2 separate regions of the Gossypium arboreum genome follow, and region 1 is linked to region 2. A link is a contact called in public Hi-C data. All regions are on one chromosome and are shown on one strand. The core of a region is the stretch at or near the end of the contact, and the rest is flanking DNA. Distances in the headings are between cores, read along the strand shown.

Evidence for each region. Hi-C and Micro-C count contacts between places; a contact is called where the count stands out from the background.
Region 1: a contact with region 2 is called in a Hi-C map of leaf, with 1.7 times the contacts expected there. The contact joins the promoter of LOC108462006 here to the enhancer-like site in region 2. A contact is called at or near these places in 3 of 5 Hi-C or Micro-C datasets (all in leaf).

The regions. Positions count from the first base shown.
Region 1 is chr4:118,735,082-118,739,660 of ASM2569848v2, forward strand. It overlaps LOC108462006 (pollen-specific leucine-rich repeat extensin-like protein 3), which reads right to left and starts at 1,613. Exons shown (of 1, transcript XM_017762015.2): 1 at 1-1,613. The coding sequence starts at 1,518.
Region 2 is chr4:118,696,261-118,700,499 of ASM2569848v2, forward strand. No RefSeq gene overlaps it. Among protein-coding and RNA genes, the nearest start is that of LOC108458196, 37 kb to the left of the region's middle. Within about 2 kb of position 2,356, at least 2 of the 2 cell types and tissues checked have an H3K27ac peak or open chromatin away from gene starts, as enhancers often do. A contact at or near this core is called in leaf, where this site is marked.

The sequences.
Region 1 (4,579 bases), core at 363-2,862, 38 kb after region 2:
AGGTGGTGGAGGGGAGTAAACCGGTGCTGGTGGTGGCTTAACCGGTGGAGGTGAAGAATGGACAGGTGGTGGTGAGGAGACGGGTGGAGGGTGAATTGGTGGTGCTGGTGGCCTAGAACGCTCGAGTGGGGATACTTCTTCTTTACCTTCTTGTTCAATAGGAGTCTTCGGAGATTCTTTAGGCGGTGATGGTGGATGATGATGTTGTACCGGAGTTGGCGGGTGTGGTTGCTTAGGCGGTTGAGGTTCCGGGTTTGGCTTTGGTTTATGTTTTGGCTTGTGTGGTGACCTAGCCCCGCCGCCGGCACACTTATCCTTACTACAATCAACAAGTTGGCTTATTACAGGTTGGCATTCTTTATTTGATCTTTGTTTTGGCCGACCAGGCAAACAATTATAGGTGTCATCAAACACAATGTCTTTCTTGGAAGGTACTTGACAAGCATTAGGCTCATTTTGGAAATAGTTGCGAGAAAATGTGAAATTAGACAACTTCGGCAACTTACAAACATTTTCCGGCACCGTTCCGGTTAGCTTGTTGTGTGAAAGATCTAAGGATTCGATGCTTTTCATACCGGTAAGACTTTCCGGCAAAGAACCCGTGAATGCGTTCGAGCTAGCGTCGAATATCGTTACGTTGGTAAGCATCCCGACTTCCTCTGGGAAACAACCGACGAGGTTGTTGTTCATAAAGATAATCTCGTTCAAATTAGACATCTTACCGATGCTGTGTGGAATACATCCTTCGAATTTGTTATTGGCGAACGTCACGATGGAAACGGTTGATTTACCGATCGCTTCGGGGATGGTGGATTGGAACCTATTGTTGTTCAAAAACAAGGCATCCAAGTTCTTTTCGAAGAGTTCGGGCGGTATGATACCTTCGAAGTTGTTGTACCTTAGATCAAGGAACCTAATGGTAGGCCATGAAAGGGCAACTTCAGGGAAAGGACCGACAAAACGATTATTGCTGATATCAAATTCATACATCAACTTTAGTCTAGACATCGTTTTAGGTACAATCCCACAGAACCTATTGGAATTTATATGGATCAACGCGAGATCGGTCATGTACCCCATCTCAGCTGGAAAGTGTGCTGCAATGTCAGCATGATTAAGATCAACCCCGGAAACCACAGTTAAGCTCTTGTCATCCAACGCCTCGGAACAAAACACGCCAGTGTAATTGCACACATTGGAGCCTACCCAATCGCCAGTCTTGTTCATAGGATCGGAGTATATAGCCTTTTTCAAAGCCTGAAGGCCGATGTATGCTTTCTTCAGCCTCTGGTTGGAAAACGTTAAAGATACTTTAACCTCATATTCGACTTCCGGAGGGAGTTCATCGTTAGGAGGAAGAGTCTTAAGCTGGCGGCGAGCAATGTAGGCCGCTTCCGCATCGGTTAATGCAAAGGTGGTGGATGTTGGTAACAAAGAGAAGAGAGAAGAGAATAAAAGAAAACAACCAAAGGCCTGTAATCTTTGAAGCTTATACATAGGATTGTCAATGAGGGACATTGATGTGAGGAGGATGATATTGAGCAATGTGAAAAGGGCATGGGTTTAGACAACAAATGAAGGTGATGGGGGAAGCTTGTTAGGATCATTTTAGACACCACAAAAATTTTGGAGGGGGTGAATTCTAATTTTAGGGACCAACAATTGATGGTTGGGGCCTCTGTTTTGTAAGCCCCTAATTAACTATTTGACCTAGTCTTTTCTTTTTTTCTGATTACATCTCATTCTTGTCCGAATGACATGGTTGGAATTTTGTCTTTTGTTTTTGCTAGGTTAAGGTTATATATATATAAAGTTAAAAAATACATATAGTCCTTACACTTTTTGAAAATTAGGAATTTAATCCCTGTACTTGTATTTCTGGGAATTTAGTCTCTCTATTTTTCATATTTTAAAATTCAAGTCCAACAGTTAATACTGTTAATATATATTTTTTAAATATCTGGTTAATTACAACATTTTTTTTAATTACATGGCTACCAAACGAGTAGTTTTTCATTTCAAAATGTCACAATAACAAATTTAACAAAGAAAACAATGTTAACAATTGGACTTGAATTTTGAAATCGAGAAGTAGAAGAACATTTTAACTAATATATAATATATATCAAATAAATTTTAATTATGATTTTTAAAAAGTTTAAAAGATTAAGATTTAAACTAATAATTGGTTTTCGAACCACGTTACACATTGGGTTAATTATTTTGGACTAAAAAGTAATATTTTAAAGGTTACAATAGGCTCCAAGTTTTTGTACTCTCTCTATATATGAGAAATTTAGTTAATGTATTTTATTGTTTAAGAATTTAGTCCATCTATTTTTTGAATTTATAAATTTAGGCCAAATAGTTAATACCGTTAAAATTCTTCTGTTAAAGTTGTTGGCGTGACATTCTAAAATTTTAACAAAAAATACTCACTCAATAATCATATCATGAAAAATGATATTGTAATGTATTTGAATTTAATAAAAAATGAACGATGTTAACAATTCTTTAAATTTTCATCAATATTTTAATTAAAATAAAGTATTTAAGCTAACTAATGGTATTAAAAATGTTGACGCACTAAATTAAGTAAAAAATTTAAGTATAAAGATCTAATCTCAAATTTGAGCACAATATAGTCCAAAAAACACGAAATGATTTGACCTAGTCTTTTCTTTTCTAATTACATCCTTGTCCGATTGACATGGTTGGGATTTTGTTTTTTTTAAGGTTAAATATAGGTTAAAATATGCCATAAATCTATGTACTCTTCGAATATTTAGAATTTAGTTCCTTTACGTATCATATTTCAAAATACAGATCCAATTGTTAATATTGTTAAAATTATTTTGTTAAATTTAGGTCCATTGCAACATCATTCTTTTAGTTACATGACTACCAAGTGAGTATTTTTATTTAAAATGTCAAACCAACAAATTTAACCAAAAATATTAACAATGTTAATAGTTGAATTTGAATTTAATTTTAAATCTAAAAAGTAAAGGGATTAAATTCTTAAAAGTAAAAGTACTGGACTAAATTCCAAATTTGTGAAAGGTACAAGACTTATGACATATTTTAGCCTTAAATATATAATATATCAAACAAATTTTAATTATGATTGTTTTAAGTTTTAAAGTTAAGATTTAAACTAATAATTAAGTAATGGAGCAATAATGATTGAAACAAATAATTTTTACAAACATTTATGTTGAATATGAGTTGGTCAAATTAATTGTAGAAGTCCTTATACTCTTCAGAGATATGGAATTTAGTCTCTTCACTTTTTAAAATTTAAAATGCAAGTTCAATTGTTAATGTTATTAAAATCCTTTTGTTAAATTCAAGTTACTTACAATGTTATTTCTTTTATTACATGGTTACCATGTGGGTAGTTTTATTATATCAAACTGTTACACCAACGAATTTAACAAAATAATTTTAACAATGTTAACAATTAGACTTGAATTTTTAAATCCAAAAGGTGAAGAGACTAAATTCTAAATATGCAAAGAATACAGGGACTTGAAACATAATTTACCAACAATAAATCACGTAGCGAATTTGGGGCTCTTCCAAATAGAGTAATCATGATACACCATTAAGAGCATATTTTGCCATTTGGTCGGCAGCTTCGTTTTGAGATCTTGGAATATAATGAAATTAGACTTATTTTGGGTTAGCAATTGATGAATTAAGCACAATTGCATCATTTTAGTACTAGCGACACCACCGGATAAAATAGTTTCCACTAGAAGTGCATTATCACACTCCACATCTATTTGCCTAAAATTCCTCTCCCAAGCTATGCTCAACTCTTCTAAAATCGCTATTGCTTCAACTCTAAAAATTGAATCCTTACCAACCCTCGTAAAAAAGCCACATAACCAATTTGCATTTGAACCCCTAAACACTCTTCCAATAGAAGCATTACCCCATCTGTGTTGAGCTTAACCCATCTTCTATATAGTGGAAACCAACACCTACCTGTTACTATTAGAATAGAATGCGTTATATTGGTGTTCAATCCTATGTAACCCCTCACCCATGTAGCACTTGTATCCACAACCTCCTGTACAAAATTATGGCTATTAGTCAAAACAAATTTATTTCGACTTTTCCAGAGTAACCAGCGTAGTATGGAAAAAAAAGTTTGTCATTCAACATCATTAGTTAAAAAAACTATATGATAGATCATATTAATAAAATTTAAAATTAATTAAAATTTACCAAAACAACATTTTGAGTTTGTGAAAATAAAAATCAAGTATCATGATAGAAACACATCGATACACAATCAAATAATATTTAAATTATATTTATATAAAATTTAATCAAAATAGAGTTATAAGTAAAAGGGTAAAGTGTTTATAAATAATATTTATTTAGGTTTGGATTCAAACTTTGAAAATCGTATTTTTATTTGTTATGTTTAAATATTTATGTAAAAGTAATGTTTAATATACACTTTAGTCCCTAAAATATATTGTTTTTCTCATTTTGATACTTAAAGGTTTTTTGACTTACTTCAGTTCCTAATATTATTAGACGTTTTAATTCAGTTTCTTTAGTT
Region 2 (4,239 bases), core at 1,106-3,605:
AAATTCAAATAGATTCAAACTCAAATTCGAATCACTTATTCGAGTTGAGTCTAATAACTCGATTCAATTAACTCAAAATTTAAAATTTTTTTTTATTTTTCGAATTGAATCGAATTTTACCTACATCTAGTTACACTTGAGTTTAAATGAGATAGTACAATATACCTATATTTTATACTATTTACATGGGTAAAAATATGCGATGGATATACGTGGTGGCAAAATATAGTGGATCTTAAAATGGTAAAATTTTAATTTAAGTATTTTATAATTTATAAAATTTTAAATTAGTAATAATAAATTTACATTTTGATCCTTCAAAATAATAAAATTTAATTTAATCATTTAAAATTTATAAATATATAAATTATTAAAATAATAAAATTATATTTTATTATTACAAAATTTACAATTTAATTTACGGTCCCCAACAAAATTTGAGGCTCCACCGTTGATTGTACGTATGTATTTTGGCATGGGCATTTATGCTGTCCCTACATATACAGTGGCATTTCCAGTTCCGACAAGATTCCATCATTTTCAAGTCCCTGTACATGAGATGACTTCATGTTCATGCAATAAAATTAAAAAAGACAAATCCAAAACTGCGTTTAAGCGACGGCGTTGAAAAATGGTAAATTCTAACTAAGGTCATTAAACTATTAGTAAATTTATGTTTTGATCACTCAACTTTAAAAAGTTACAAAATGGTCATTAACTATTCGAAAGTTTTCATTTAAGACATCGAGTTGTTAAAATAGTTATCATATGGCCTTATTTATTCGCATCACTTGCACCAATCGAAAATCCTCTATAGTTCGATTTTTTTCATGATACAAATTTGAACATCACGAATCTACAAACCAAAATCCAAACAACTTTCTTCTCTAATCTCCAATACTAACTGTCAGATCGACTTGAATCTAAGATATGTTCTTCTAATCATAGATGGGTATTGATCCACAGTACCAATCATCAAATCATCAATTAGAGCTCGCTATCCGGACTTTAAAAAACATTTAAATAGCTCAATAACCATTTTGTAATTTTTTAAAATTGAGTAGTCAAAACATAAACATACTAATAATTAAATGACAAATTATAAGTATAGTGATAAATAGTGTACATTTGAGCAATTAAAATAAGAACCACATCATCAAAATGCACAAAGAGATTGATAATATAAATTATATTCGAATAAATCTATACACATGATACGATTTAAATTAGAATGTAATTATCATCGAAATAGTACTCATACATAGTAAAACATAAACACGGAGGGTACTTGAACTTAATATTTAGAAATTCTTGGACTCACAACTTTATCATTAAACCAAATCCTCATCGGCACATTAAGAATTCTTTATATATATAAATAAATGGATAAGATATTTTGAGTATAGAAAAAAGTTAATAAATTTGAATAAATATTTTTCAATTTTAATTTATTATTTAATAAATAAATGGATAAGATATTTTAAGTATAAAGTTTAAAATTTAGATAAACTATAAAAGGAAGGTTGTATCTCTTATGGTGCTTTCTTTTTCATTTTATTATTATAGATTAGTGGTTAAATTTCAATTTTAGTACTTCTATTATGTTTAAATTTATGATTTAATTTTCATACTTTAAGCTGTCTTTAAATTGTTGTGATAAACCGAAACAACATTATAATTTAAATACAAAATGAACAAAATATATAATTCAAGGGTTAAATAGTGAATTAAACCTCAAAAGGCCTTATTATACACTCTTAGCAATCATTTATTATTTCCTTTTGGTTAAAATGTACATATAGTCTTTGTATTTTTGAAAATTAGTTTAGCCCCTATACTTATATTTTTAGAAATTTAGTCTCTTTACTTCTCATATTTTAAAATTTAGGTTCAAATGTTAACATGGTTAAATTTTTTTTGTTAAATTAATTGTTGTGACATTTTGAAAAAAAAAACTACTCACTTACGAGCTATGTAATTTAAAAAAAAAGATGTCGTAGCTAACCTGAATTTAACAAAAAATTAACAGTACTAATAGTTGGGATAGAATTTTGAAATCTGAAAAATAGACTAAATTCCTGAAAATACAAGTATAAGGACTAAATTTATAAATTTTGATAAGTACAGGGACTATTTGTATATTTAACCTTTTTGTTTGTCCACTAACGCCGTTCAGTGGTATATAAACACGAAACCGATAATCATGAAGCTCAGAAAAAGAAAAAAGAAAAAAAAAATAGCAGCAGCAGAAGGAGCAAAGAGCTTTGCGACAATGTTGGTTAAGAGATTGGAGATTTGCATAGAGCTAGTGAAATTCGCTATAAAGTTTGTCATTGCTCAGGTCGAGAAGGTGATTAACGAAAACCTCCGCCACCGCAGGCCGCCCCCGCCGGTGGCAATGAGGATGCGGTCTTTGTCCCCTCCGCTCCCCTTTGTCGGGCCATTTTAAAGTATTCCGTTTTTGTAAAAAAAAAAAAAAAAAAACATTGGAGGTTTGGACCATTTGGTAATTTGCTCTTTCTTTGTTAGCACTGGTTTCGAAATTTGATTGTGTACTAAACTGTTCAGTTGTACTTTCTGTATTTTAGAATTTATTCTATTCTTATTTTCCGGAATTTCATGAATTTTCATTTTTCAAAATTTGAGATAGATAATGTCGTTGAAATTTTTCTGTTAAATTTATTTGTATTACATTTTAATTTTTTTAAAGACTAGATTGCTGTGTAACAAAGAAAATGACATTGTAATAAATCTTAATTTAATAGAAAATTTTAACTGTATTAATTATTGAAGTAGTATTTTAAATTTGAAAAGTAGAATGAATAAATTATTTGAAATAAAAGTAGAAGGATTAAATTTTGAATTTATAAACAGTACGAAGACTTGGGCATATTTTAACATTTTGTTTATATCAAACTACAGTATTGTTTAGGTTTAATATATCATTTGCTATCCGAGTTCGATACTTTTTTTCTAATTCGGTACTTGTATTATTTTTGATCCAATCTAATATTTGCATTTGGCAAAAGTTGTATATTCTATTACCCAAAGGTAACGATAACTTTTAATGTTTAATATGAGTTTTCAAGTTGATTTAATAAAAGTTAATTACCGATATTATCAGGTTTAATTTTTCTTTAATAGAATAAAATTAGTGTTAATTGTGAATTTGTTTATTTTTGCATTTAATTTTTCAAATATAATAGATGAATATGATTTAATTCAAGTTTTAGTGTTGATTTGATAGAAATTACTTTATAATATTATTAGTTAATTATGAATTTTCATCAAATCAACACTAAAGCCCAATTAAACACTAAGAAGTTAACACTAACTGAAGGTATCAAAATATATAAATTTTGTCAAATACAGATACCATATCGAGTAAAAATAATATAGGTACCATATTAAAAAGTATCAAAATTGAGTACCAAATTGTGTATTAAATAGAGTATGTTGATGTTTTGTAGGAGTGGTATTTTTTCTAAAACTAAGAATATTTTGATTTTCATCTAAGTTGGTTTTTAAAAAATCAAGTAATTTAATCTTTATAAATTTTAAAAGTAAGTAATTAAGGACAACTAATCACTGTATTAATATCTTCCGTTAATTGTACAAAATTTAAATTGATATAATAACAATTTTAGCCTTCGATGTTTACATATATTGTCAACTTGGTTTTGATTCTAAAAGGTTCAACCAATTTAGTCTCAATATTTACATAAATTTTGTGGACTAAACTTGTAAAATCAATACAAAATTGACAGAAAGTATAAACTTTGAGAAGTACATTTGAGAAGTACATTTGTTATTATACCAATCAAAATTATATACAAATGACGTGAAACATTAATGCAATTATTAATTGTTTTAGTTGCTCACTTTCGAATTTAACAGGGATTAAATTGATCCACTTTTTCTAGAAGGGATCAATTTACTCAATATTGATATCAAGAGGGATTGAAAAGTCTTTTTACCATTTTTTTTCAAGAATTAAAAAGTAAATATATTCGAAAACTTCTTATGTAAATGGTTCTAATATTTCTATTCTAGTTTTTGGATAAATTTTGGTTTTGGTCCTTCTATTACGATCAAATTTAATATTTAGTTTTGTTCTTTACTTTAATTTGATATACTTTAATTATCTACTTTCACAATGTCATTAGTTAATGTTAGAGATTATAGGACTTAAATCCTGTCACTTGTTGAAGAAATAAATACAAACTTTGATTAGAACAG